Linked DNA regions of Zea mays: regions 2 and 3 are each linked to region 1. The links are chromatin contacts, called in public Hi-C maps. All regions are on one chromosome and are shown on one strand. The core of a region is the stretch at or near the end of the contact, and the rest is flanking DNA. Distances in the headings are between cores, read along the strand shown.

Evidence for each region. A called contact is a pair of places that touch in the nucleus more often than the background predicts.
Region 2: a Hi-C map of bundle sheath shows a contact between it and region 1, with 2.9 times the contacts expected there. The contact joins two enhancer-like sites. A contact is called at or near these places in 2 of 25 Hi-C or Micro-C datasets (bundle sheath and tassel).
Region 3: a Hi-C map of ear shows a contact between it and region 1, with 2.1 times the contacts expected there. The contact joins two enhancer-like sites. A contact is called at or near these places in 2 of 25 Hi-C or Micro-C datasets (ear and tassel).

Annotation. Positions count from the first base shown.
Region 1 is chr1:272,760,393-272,764,247 of Zm-B73-REFERENCE-NAM-5.0, reverse strand. It overlaps LOC100285985, which reads left to right. Exons shown (of 13, transcript NM_001158873.1): 12 at 88-157; 13 at 264-636. The coding sequence ends at 346. Among protein-coding and RNA genes, the nearest start is that of LOC103645564, 8.7 kb to the right of the region's middle. Within about 2 kb of position 1,742, at least 19 of the 20 cell types and tissues checked have an H3K27ac peak or open chromatin away from gene starts, as enhancers often do. A contact at or near this core is called in bundle sheath, ear and tassel, where this site is marked.
Region 2 is chr1:272,260,303-272,264,157 of Zm-B73-REFERENCE-NAM-5.0, reverse strand. No RefSeq gene overlaps it. Among protein-coding and RNA genes, the nearest start is that of LOC111590722, 5.7 kb to the left of the region's middle. Within about 2 kb of position 1,802, at least 17 of the 20 cell types and tissues checked have an H3K27ac peak or open chromatin away from gene starts, as enhancers often do. A contact at or near this core is called in bundle sheath and tassel, where this site is marked.
Region 3 is chr1:272,333,942-272,337,796 of Zm-B73-REFERENCE-NAM-5.0, reverse strand. It overlaps LOC103643876 (a long non-coding RNA gene), which reads left to right. Exons shown (of 4, transcript XR_561348.3): 4 at 753-2,219. Among protein-coding and RNA genes, the nearest start is that of LOC103643875, 5.0 kb to the right of the region's middle. Within about 2 kb of position 2,261, at least 3 of the 20 cell types and tissues checked have an H3K27ac peak or open chromatin away from gene starts, as enhancers often do. A contact at or near this core is called in ear, where this site is marked.

The sequences.
Region 1 (3,855 bases), core at 493-2,992:
TGTTTTGATAGGCAATGCAAGTTCCCCCTAAATTATTGGTTTGATATTTGCTGTATATTCTAACTCCAATCTATTTATCGTTGACAGAGCGTGAAAGCTTATTTACGGAGAGGCACTGCAAGGGAGATGCTAGGTTATTATAAGGAGGCCGTTGATGGTCAGTCTTGCCTTTTGCCCTTTAGTTAATACTATATGCAAGGAATCGTCTGTTTGTTTAATATCCAATGAACTGGATCAAATTATGACCTTATATTATTTTACAGATTTCAACCACGCCCTTGTTCTAGAACCAATGAACAAGACGGCTGGTGTTGCCATCAACAGGTTAAAGAAGCTGTTTCCTTGAATATGAAGCTGCATGAAGATATGATAACCTCATATTTTGTGCACACACAAGGGGTGGGATTGAAGTACCTGAGTTCAACCGACGGATGCTGATCACAGTTTGAGCTAGTGGGAACGGATTTCAACACTGAGATCAGGTTAAGGGTCAATTTAGCGGTTTCTCTCCCCACCCAAAGTTTTGGAAAAGCAAAATAAAGAAGGTTTTTTGGGAACCGGAAAGCAGTTTACGGGTGTCCGCCATCCCCACCATGTATAATATAGTTTCGCCAATTATTTGTTCAGACGCTTTGCCAATCGAACTTTTTCTGCCATGCTTACCTGTACCCATCTCTCCTTGCCGTTCTGAGCGGCAGCTTTTTTGCGGGCTCGCTCTGAAAACGGCTGCCACCAGTGAGGTCGCTCGTGGAGGCTGTTAGGCGGCCATGTGCTGACGCGCAGTCGCTTCGCCGGCTGAACCTTTCAGCCCTTTCAGTTTCGGTTGTTTGCTAGTTGCTGTCAGCGTCACTGAAATTTCCTGTATTATAGTAGCGGCTGTCTGCGTCAAATGACGCGTCCCTAATCGTATGTTGATGGATTGCTTAACAAGAGGTACCTCGTCCAGTGCGTGGATGTGCAAGTGGTCCTGAGGGCTGAGGCTAGTTCCTGTTTCAATGGATGGGTGATCCGGTGATTGCTGTTGTTACGCATAGGCTGTTGGGTTAGTTTTGGGCCATATACAGGAGCGCTAACGGGCTCCAACCTAAGCTCGTTACCCTGATTGTGTGGAACTCACCTAATGCTAGCGAGCTACGGACACTGGACGTTGCATGTTGTGCGGACCCAGTACTGGGATGTGCAGCTTGCAAAGATTCTATTCCCCTTGCTGGTTCTAAGCGCGACGCCGTGTCGTCATATCGCACGAGGCCTAACAATTTGACGCCCTGCGAGAAGGAAGACGGGCCTCTTTGGTTTACGCATAAGGCGTCGTACCTTACATAGATCGAAAAGCTAATGTTGGATGAAAAGGTTAGACACCTTGTGGCGTCTTAAGCATCAAACCAAACAGTTTCACCACGGCGAACAGAGTAGCTAGCCGCCGTGAGAATCACTGGTTGCTCCGTGAAAAAAGTTTGTGGCCTGGACTCGGAGGAATCATTGGCAGCAGCGAGAAACAGCCGCTGGTTTGACCGGTACGGGGCCGGGCGACACGGGCGAGGCAACACGGCAGTGCCGCCGTCCTTCCCCCAGCCCAGTGCTGCTCCTCGACGACGACGTGGACGGGACCGGCCAACCGGCGCCGAATGCGTTTCTCTATCATTGTTGCTCGGAAATGAAAAAGCGATCCTCAGCCGCACGGTGTGGAGGAGCGGTCCTTTGACTTGGCTTCCACTACCACTCCGCCCTGGGCCCTGGCCCCCTAGCCAACGGAGGGAGGAGGGCGCCGCGCCGTACGTGCGTGCGTGGTCGTAAACTAATCGTTGATCGGGACCCGGAGCCCGACCCCTTTTTTCGCGAAGAAAACAGCCCCCCTTGCACGACGACGAGCGGGGCAGCAGGATAGGAAGGTTCCGGCATCAACCGAACACAATGGCCGTTGGCAAAGCTGCGAGTACTTTTCTCAGAGTATTCGGTAAATATATATTTCCCTTTAGAAAAAAAAGTATTTTTGTGAATCCTACGCAAGATATTCGTCGAGTTTTTTTATTGTTGTTGTTGTTGCCAGGGGGCCGGCCACACATAGGGCCTTATATTATTTGGGGCAACGAGTACCGTGGAATTTCTCTGTGCGATCACAATCATATATCCCTGAGTCCAGAAAAAGATGAGCACCAGGTACACACCACCGAAACTGAAGCCGTGAAGTGAACAGACAGACAACATCATGCGGGACGCACTGGGCCGGCCGGCCGGACGTTCTCAACAGGAGCAGCACGACCACGAGGCATGGGCCCAGCCCGCCCGCCCGCCCGTGAGGCGCAGGAGGCGACGGGTAGGTACGCCGTACGTGTTCCATCCTGCTGCCCGGTGGTTCTCGCTAGGCTGGCTAGGTTAGCCCCCCCTTCCTTCCCTTCCCTTCCCTTCTCATCCGGGTCCGGGACCATGCGAACGCAAACGCAGGCAGTGCAATGCATCAACAAAAACTGCGCAGTGACCACAGTTCAGGTTTGAAAGACGAGACGGGTCTGCATGTACTCTCTCTGCAGTTGTCATTCTCGTTGGTTGAGAACTATTAAATACTAGTAAAAAAAATATGCCCGTGCAAGATCAAAACGATGATGCCTAGTGCTATCCCCCGCTGGGAAACGCTCCTCCAAAAACACGGCGTTGCAACCACAAGCTTATCGGCGCCGGATTCTTCAACAGGGACATGCTGCTCAGCAACCCGCCGCCGTGATGGACGCTAACCGGACGCGCGACAGTGAGGGCCAATGCACTCACAGGCTCTACATCACCACCGATAACTTTGTGTCCTGCGCAGCCTCTTCAGCTACGCCATAGACACCGCCAAGGGCGGCATGCCGCCGATGCGCGTCGCCGCCTACAAAGTCTGCTAGTCGGCGGTTACCTCGTGGTGCATCGTCGCTGTGAGCCTGTGACATCCTGTCCCTCGACACCGCGGCAAGGTCTTAATTCCACAACACACGCAGCATCATCAACAATAATAACAACAACAACAACAACAACAACAACAAAACGAGTTCTCGAACGACTCTCTATCTCTCTCTCTCTCTGGCCAGCTCGCCAAGTGACGAACAATACGGTCTGGCGATGGCCCATATAGTGGCGGTGCTCTGAATCGTCGCATTATTGTTCACCTCAGTCTCGATCGATCGTATATGGGGTCTACGTCTCTACCGCCTGCCGAAACCGCAGCGACTCCGGACGACGCCTGTCTCCGCGCGTGCGTCGTTGCGGCTGTCCCTGTCCCTCCCCTTCCTCGTCGTTCGCCCGCCCGCGTGGTCACCAGGAGGAGGAGGAGGAGCGAGGAGGCACGCACAGCGCAGACGGACACGGACCCGGACCCGATCGAGAGAAGAGGACCACCGTCTCGGCGGGCGACAGGCTTCGGGTTCCATGCCGCTCGCTGCCTGCCAGATCTAGCAGCAGACTGTATGCTCTGCTCGGAGGCCGGAGCCTTATAGTAGTTTTATTATTATTATTTTTGCATCTGGGCGGCAGCGTCAGCGTCAGCGTCAGCGAGCCACAATAACATGTGGCCATTCCAGTGGAAGGGTAGGGGCCCCCACGCATCCTCTCGTTCTCGTCCCCCAGCGTGGAATTCACTGGGTGTTCCTTTCGACCGGCTGGTGAAACCTGCACCGTACCTTTCGAGATCTCTGCCTCAGCTGATAGATCTTTGTTGTACGAGTAGTAGTACGTGCCTCGTAGGTCGCCTCGCAGGCATCGTTTTCTCTGACGACGACGCGAGAAGCTTACATTACAGGTCGACGGGACCGGTTACCTTGACACGATCGGTACGTGGGGCGTCCGTCTCACTCCGCGACGCCTCCCCACCAAGTCCTCTTAGGT
Region 2 (3,855 bases), core at 553-3,052, 500 kb after region 1:
GGGGGAAGACACGAGAGGTGCCCTAAGGGCTGATGAGCGAGGTGCCCAGGGGGCAATGCACGAGATGCCCCATGGCCATGGTAAAAGATGTTGTAGGGTGCGAAGGGGCAATAAGGGTTGTATTGTTGAGAGGGGTATCCTCATCATAAAATCAATAATTCTTACGGTACCAAATACTTCCTTATCATAAGTTGAATAATTCTAGGTAGGTTCACTCAACTTCTCACCAAACTAAGCAAACGATTTGCCTTCTTGAAGTATCACACCATCCAATCCAATTCCACTAGCATCACATTCAAGCTCAAAAGTTTTATTGAAATTTGTAGGTTGGAGCAAAGGGCATGTGTTACCTTATCTGTGTAGCCCAAGTGAATGTTGCTCCTTTCTTGGTGAGTTCCTTATCATAAGTGAATGGCACTAGAACCCAGTAAGAGTGTAAGACCAAGAAAACTCCGCACTTGTGTGATCATCGTAGGAACCAACCAGCTTCGTATGCCATTGATCCTGGCTTGCTCAACTTTAATTCTCTAGGGTGTCACAAACATAGCCAACAAAAAGAGACTCGAGTCGTGTAAAAGGTGCACTTTTTTAGGTTTCCAAATAAGTGAACAATATGGCACACAAATGATCATTGTGCTCCTTGTATGAATTGCTACATATTAGAATGACATCAAAATATACAACCATAAATTTACCAATGAAGGGATATAAAATTTCATTCATTAATCTCATGAATGTGCTTGGTGCATTAGTGAGACCAAAAGGTGTGACTAGCAACTCATATAGACCGAACATTGTTTTACATGCAATTTTTGATTCATCTCCTAACTTCATGTGAATCTAGTGGTAACCACTACACAAAATAAAATTTTGAGAACACCAAAGAGCCGCTCAATTCAACATGCATATCATCTAGACTAGCTAGGGGTACGGTGACATCATGTGATTGTGATGTTATTAATTGCTCTACAATCCACGCACATGAGTAAAGATCCATCTTTATTTGTAATCAAAAGCATAGGAACAACACATGGACTTAGAGATTCATGCACATAACCTTTGCCAAGGAATTCTGATACTTGGCATTGTATCTATTTGGCCTCTTAAGGGTTGGTTCTATATGAGGCTCGATTTGACAAACAAACCCCTAGAATGAGGTCAAATTGGTGTCTGGCCCCTTGAATTGGTGGCAGACTGGCAGTCCCATTTGCACTCCAATATTGGAAACAAATCAGCATACTCCAATATTGGTTAGCAAAAGCCGGCGGTACCAAAAAAGGTTGGTTCTTTAGTACAAAACAAGGTTTGTTTATTTACAAATCAAGGCATATCAAACGGTTGTACTTGTAAATCTAGCTGCTTGTACGATAGTTATATGATGTGTTTTTTTATCCATAGCGACCACCACGACAATCTAGACCTAGCTAGTGCGACTGATTTTTACATCAATACATCGCAAAAGCTACGCACTTAGAGAGAAAAATAAACATTGGAATTTAGAGGGTACAGTATTTAGCACTTCGTTACAGATGTGTGAAAATCCGGAGCCGATTTTGCAATAGCCGTGGATCGCTGAAATCAGACCTTCCTTGTGCTGTCTAAAATAAATAAATGTTTTGTGTTCTTCGTCGGAACAAGAACAAGCACCGGTTGCTCGGACCGTGGAGAAAACTGGTTGGGCTGTGCCGAGAAACAATGAGCGGGCTGGGCTGCGTCTTGACGGCGGGCCACCAAACTGTCCCGCCGTGCGCGCAGGGCAACAACCACAACGTCATGTGCGGCTTGCTTAACTGGGCCCGTTAGACGCGGGCTTCGTGTGGCCTTGGAACACGGCCGTTCGACCTGGCTTCACGTGACGTGAACCAGAGCGGAGCGGGGCCATCGATTTCGGCCGCGCGAAACGCGTGCGCGAGGCCTGCGAAAGGCCGCTGGATGAAGCTCCCTTTGATTGAAGCCCGTGTGGGCCGCACCGCATGGTCCGGCCGGCGATCGTGACCGTTGGAGTACGATTTATTCGATGCGTATGTACTCAGCTCGATCCATATACGATATGATAGTACGTAGACATCTTAGACGTAAGTTGTTTAAGGAACTCTCTCTCTCTCTCTCTCTCTCTCTCGGGTTTCTGTGTTCATCTCAAAGTTTTTTCAGTTCAAAAACCAATTCGAAAACAAATCGGCTTAAAATTCAGGTAATCAGGTCAAGCGACTTTACTCTGGTCTGAATAACTTGAGACATCCGGGTTGCCATGGCCGACTCTAGACAGCGGCCATAAACACGGTGGTTTCTTTTTCTTATTGGGATAGTAGGTCACTCCAAATAAAGGCTATTGCCATATGCTAAGGAGACGGAATTTGTGACGCCATCGCCACCGGGTTAACGTTAATATTCTACTACTAGAGAATCTAGCTTACGTTTCGGTTCCGGCCGGCCAGTAGAAAACTCTCTCTGAACCGACCGGTCAGAATCCCCTGCTCGGTGCTCGGTTGCTTGGACCGCACGCACGCACCCCTATATCGTCAGTGCCTGTAACAGTTCTTATTCGGTGATTATTATTATAATATTATTCCACGTTTGCACACACCGCACATCCGCCCGTTTGTAAAACTGTGAGTTGATCGTCGAGACGAAAGGTGGAGCTGGAGTATATGGCTGGGCTTCGATTGCCGCTCGCAGGTCGGTGTCGGTCCCGAACTTTTTTACTCGCGCTCCATCACCACATAGCCTGGCGATCCTATCGTCTGCCTACGGGGCCGCAGCGGCGCTCCTCCATCTCCTGGGTCTCGTTGTAGCCACATATAGAGTAGTAGATTGTTCGTCCTCGCAATGATCCGTAGTGCACAATGCCCAGTCGAATAGTCGATGAATAGCACATACACATATATGCGTGTGTGTGGTCTTGTCAAGGTTAACTGCTGCAGAGATGAGATGCCAAAGAAAAAACACATATTCTAATTAATAAAGCTTTGTGTGCCGCGACAAGCTAGCTAGGCTACTGTCTCGTACGTTCACGCGGTCTAAATCACGGGCGCAGCACAAATTCGATGGCAGCCTGGACTAAACGAGGCCGTGGCCGTCGTCACCATTCACCGATCCACAGGATTCACCCGGGGGCAAAACCAGCGCACATTACCTTTGCAGGACAGGAGTTAGAGGCGCCTTTTTCCTGGTCCCTCTCTCTGCTGAGCACATGCAGCAGCTAGCTAGCTCACGCTACTAGTCACTCGCGAAGAACGAATCCCCGGCCGGCGCCACTAGTTGTGGCTAGCTCTCGCGTCTTTACATTCGCAGCTGCAGCGTCCATTTCACAGGCAGTATACATGCATGTGATCGAGTGGAAGGAGGAGAGGCCACCGCTGGCCGCTGCCCGCTGCTTTTCACGTACAGGCGCCGGCAGTGCAATTTGGCGACGATGCGAGGTGTTCGCCAGTATGTCTCGCTGAAAGGGTGAAGCCGGAGAAAGGGGGAAGAATGTTTGCTGCGGCGGATGGAGATAAGATCGCATCTCGATGGGAATTAGAACGGCCGCCGGCCGAGTGTGTGTGTGTGGACTGTGGATCGAACATTCCGCCGCGCGCCTGAAAGGACTGTCGAAGCATTGTGACATCTGTCAGTCGATCGATCGTGTGGTTAACTTAACGGATGCTAACCCTAGCTTCTTTTTTCTCTTCAGTCTAGCTAGCTTTCTATCTTGGGAGACAGGGACAGCATTTTTCTTTTTGTTTTTTTAGTGGTACCTTTAATTTTGCTGGTGTCCTTATTTTTACACTTAGTGCTTATTCGGTTAGCTCTCAATCCATATGGATTGAGTGAGATTGGATGAGTTTGAATCTCCAAAAGTCAAACTTTTTCTTA
Region 3 (3,855 bases), core at 1,012-3,511, 430 kb after region 1:
TAAGAAACAATAGGTTGGGAATAGTATAATAGACCGGTTCAGGACATGATTGGATTCTGAATCTGTCCCTGCATAAGACCGTGTCTAGCAGTTCACCTATATGATTACTAAAAATATTATTTTACAGTGTACGGTAGACTGCACTGTTCGCAGAGTGGAGTTTGAATATAGATATGGAGATGAGTAAGTAGATGGAGATAGCCAAAGGGGAAGGCTTCATTAACCATTATTATCCATTGAAACGAGCCGAGTGATTGGCTACAGGGTTAAGAAAGTAGTATTATGCCAAGTTTTTTGCCCTTAGAATAGTCATTTAACCTTTATATATGGTTGAAGCTTGACAAAACCTACCTAGCATCTTTTTAGATCTATTGGATAAACAATGGTGCTAAATGTTGACATAGTTGATACATCCACCCTCATATATCACATCGATAACATTTTCTTATGGATGCTTTACTCTTTTGTACATGGTTTGCTTCTATTAATTTAATACTAGATTACCAACTGTAACATGAACCATTAGCAATAATCAATTAACTAACAGCTTCATCTGGTAAAAAGTGATTTTTATAAAAACCAAAAAAATATGTATATGCATTTGCAAAGATATAGAATTTTCTAACAAGTGGTGTGAATATATTATATAATATTCTTCTTAATCCAATGATAAATAGTTCTGCATACCAGAACGAACAGAATATTGTCTGAGATTTTCGTGTTCCAAAAGAACATAACCTTTGTTTTAACAGAAGCCTTGCTGTGGGCGGACAGAAGAACAGAGAGGAAAGAGGTAGGTGTGGCATACTGCCAGTGGGATACATAAATTATAAACTATGTCAGCTATATACTGCAATACGAGGAACAGGCCCAGCAGCATTCATATGCAGTTCCATGTACTCCAGAGCTCAGCTATGGTGCTACATTCATCAGGTCAGATATGTATCGTACTGCTATTTTTGTTCTGAAAAAACCTCTGGTACTACATTGCTCAGGTCAGATATGTATGGTACTGCTATTTTTTTCCGGATACCCTTGGACAGCTGTATGCCTTTTGAGCAGCTATAACAGGAGTATGTCGGATTACTTACCCTTGGACGGCAGCTTGGAACTTCAACCTGATCTGAGCAGTCAGCTGGCTTTGCAAAACTGAGTTGATTGAGTATTTATAATAATGGTCATGGCCAATGCCAAGGCATTAACAACTTTCGGCTTATACCAAACGTGCTGAGAACTAACTTATTCCGACTCAAGATAGAAGCTGCAGCGGTTTTGTGAAGTGAACCAAATGAAGAAGTTACACTTCCATGGGTAGATGACAGCAACACAAAGCTTAATGTATATATGTTAATTAAAATGATATATCCTGTGCAATCACTTATTATTTGGTGCAATCATGCTATTAAACCATCCAACGGTTTCATATGAAAGGGGTTAATATAAAATAGGTACTAGGTTTTAGATGAAAGAGGTTAAATATAAAATAGCAGCCACTGTTGAATTTTAATCGGATGCACTAGGTTGCTAGATTGTATATGCTTGCACTAATATGATTGATTGCATAGGACATGACTGCTAGGCGTTGCTTGTATCATGATATATAGTAGACCTTCTGAATCATTGTTTTTTGTTTATAACATATGGCACCGATGATATTTCGCTTAGTGAAAGAGTGTACTAAGCACTAGCTAGCAGCTGCTTGTTTTTTGTTTATGCCATATCGTTTTATCCTTTTAGATCTTTTCCACTACTAACATTTGAAAGGGATCGGAGTACTAATAATCTACTGATAAATCATTTGTGCTTCTCAACAACGAAATGAAGAAATATACATCTTGTGCCAGCATATTATTCATGTATAGGTAATAATTTGACATTGTTGTCGGTTTGTGTAACATAAAACTATGTATTTCTCCGTTCTTCTGCAGATTGAGTTGTTTCCTTCGGTGGTCCGCGCTATATATACTGCATTCAAGTGGGGGTGTGTGCAGGCGCAGCTGGTATCACGCTCGTGTATAGGCTGGCTGCAGAACGCACAGTTCTTCGGCACTGTGCGCTGCTCAATGTACGTATTGATATTGATGTGTGGTACGTACGAATATGCCTTGTTGCATAGATACAACTTCTTTGGTCGTTTTTAATTTTTTTTTAAAATTCAAAGTACTACTACTTCAGAATGACAAGACTAGATACATGTGCACACACTGTTTATCCTAAGCCTTGCGGTACAACATGTGACCTTTGAGATGTTTCATGGCGTGGGGTGGATTTTAATCGATGTACAATTTACGTGCACAACAGTTACTATTACTGCTAGGGCCTGCTGTCGCGGTCACACGTCAACTGCAGTTCCTTGTTATGGTAGCGAAGAGGTGGCCAATGAAGGACTACGACATAAAGACAATAGGTGGGCTTTCCCACGCATCACCATTGTTTTTTTATTTGTGAAATTGCAGGTTACATTCATATGGTTTTTGAGAAATATAGATGGAGGATTTGTCGTCTGTTCTGGACACCCGGAAAGAAAGTGTTAAATAGGAAGTGAAGTATATAAATCAACACTATAATCTCACTGTCAACAGTCACAATCATCCTATATTCTTTGCCCATCTATTGTTTGGTTCCATATATAAAACTAAACTTTAATTAGTCCATCTGTCTAGTCCTTTTTAGTGACTAAACTGACAAACTCCAAACACACTATAGTCTCTAGTCCCTTGAGGGGTAACTAAAATGGACTGAGTGCGTATTAATTCTAGACAACATTTGCCCTCATTATTGCCTGCGCCCCTCATTAATTACTTGCACCCCCTCATTCATTACTTGCACCAAAGGAATATTTTGGTCTTTATTCATGTGTTTTAATGGTCTTTAATTCCTAGAACCAAACAGGAGTATAGTTTAGTCCTTAAAGTAAAGTTTAGTCTAGGAACTAACGAAACAAAACATGCCCTAAATACATAACTATATTGTTGCAAATGTTGAGGTGCAAACTCTGTGCAAATATTTATATAAACAACAAAATTCGGGTCTATATGCATTGGAAGGAAAAATTCATGTGATTTGCATAAGCATCTGATATTTTTCATCATTTTTCATATAACTTTTTAGAAATAAAACGATGTTGCATGTTAGCGAGTATTTTAAAAGAAATATATACATATATATATATAAGTAGCTGAGTTGGATAGATGGTTTGAGTAGCACTCTTCGAGAAGTTTAGGAGTTTCTATTGTTTTCTGAGTCTCTTTGAAAATGTTTTCTTCTTGATATGATATCACGGAGGTGGTATTACCCCTCGGTTCGATTTTTGTGTTTCAAGGAGTTTTCACGATTGCACTGTTTTTGAATCATTTAGTATAGTGAACCAAAGCATGTGTCTTCAAAGATCAATAAGGGGCTGAAAGATAAACAAACCCCATTGTGCTCGTGTGGTGTTGTGGATAATGCTTTTAATCGTCAGCTTTGTCAAACGATACTACTATACGCTAGGACTAGTCTAGTTGTCCATGTGATTTATCATTTATCTACCTTAATATAGAGTGTTTCAATTAATTAATATTCATGCGTCACTCGGGGCCCTCTAGTAATATATTGGAACAATTGGATCTATACCATTAAAAGATCCAAACTTTAGATTTATACCATGGACACCACATGTCATTGACTCATGTGGACCCATATGTAAGTGAGATAGTAATGGTATGGATCCAAAGTGGTGATCTTTTAATGGTATGGATCCAAATTTCCCTAATATATTTGCTGCTCGCCCTTATACTAAACCTTGGAGATTTCATTGACCACCATTTACCCAGACAAGGAAAATCGATCAAACTCAAACGTAGAAATCATGAA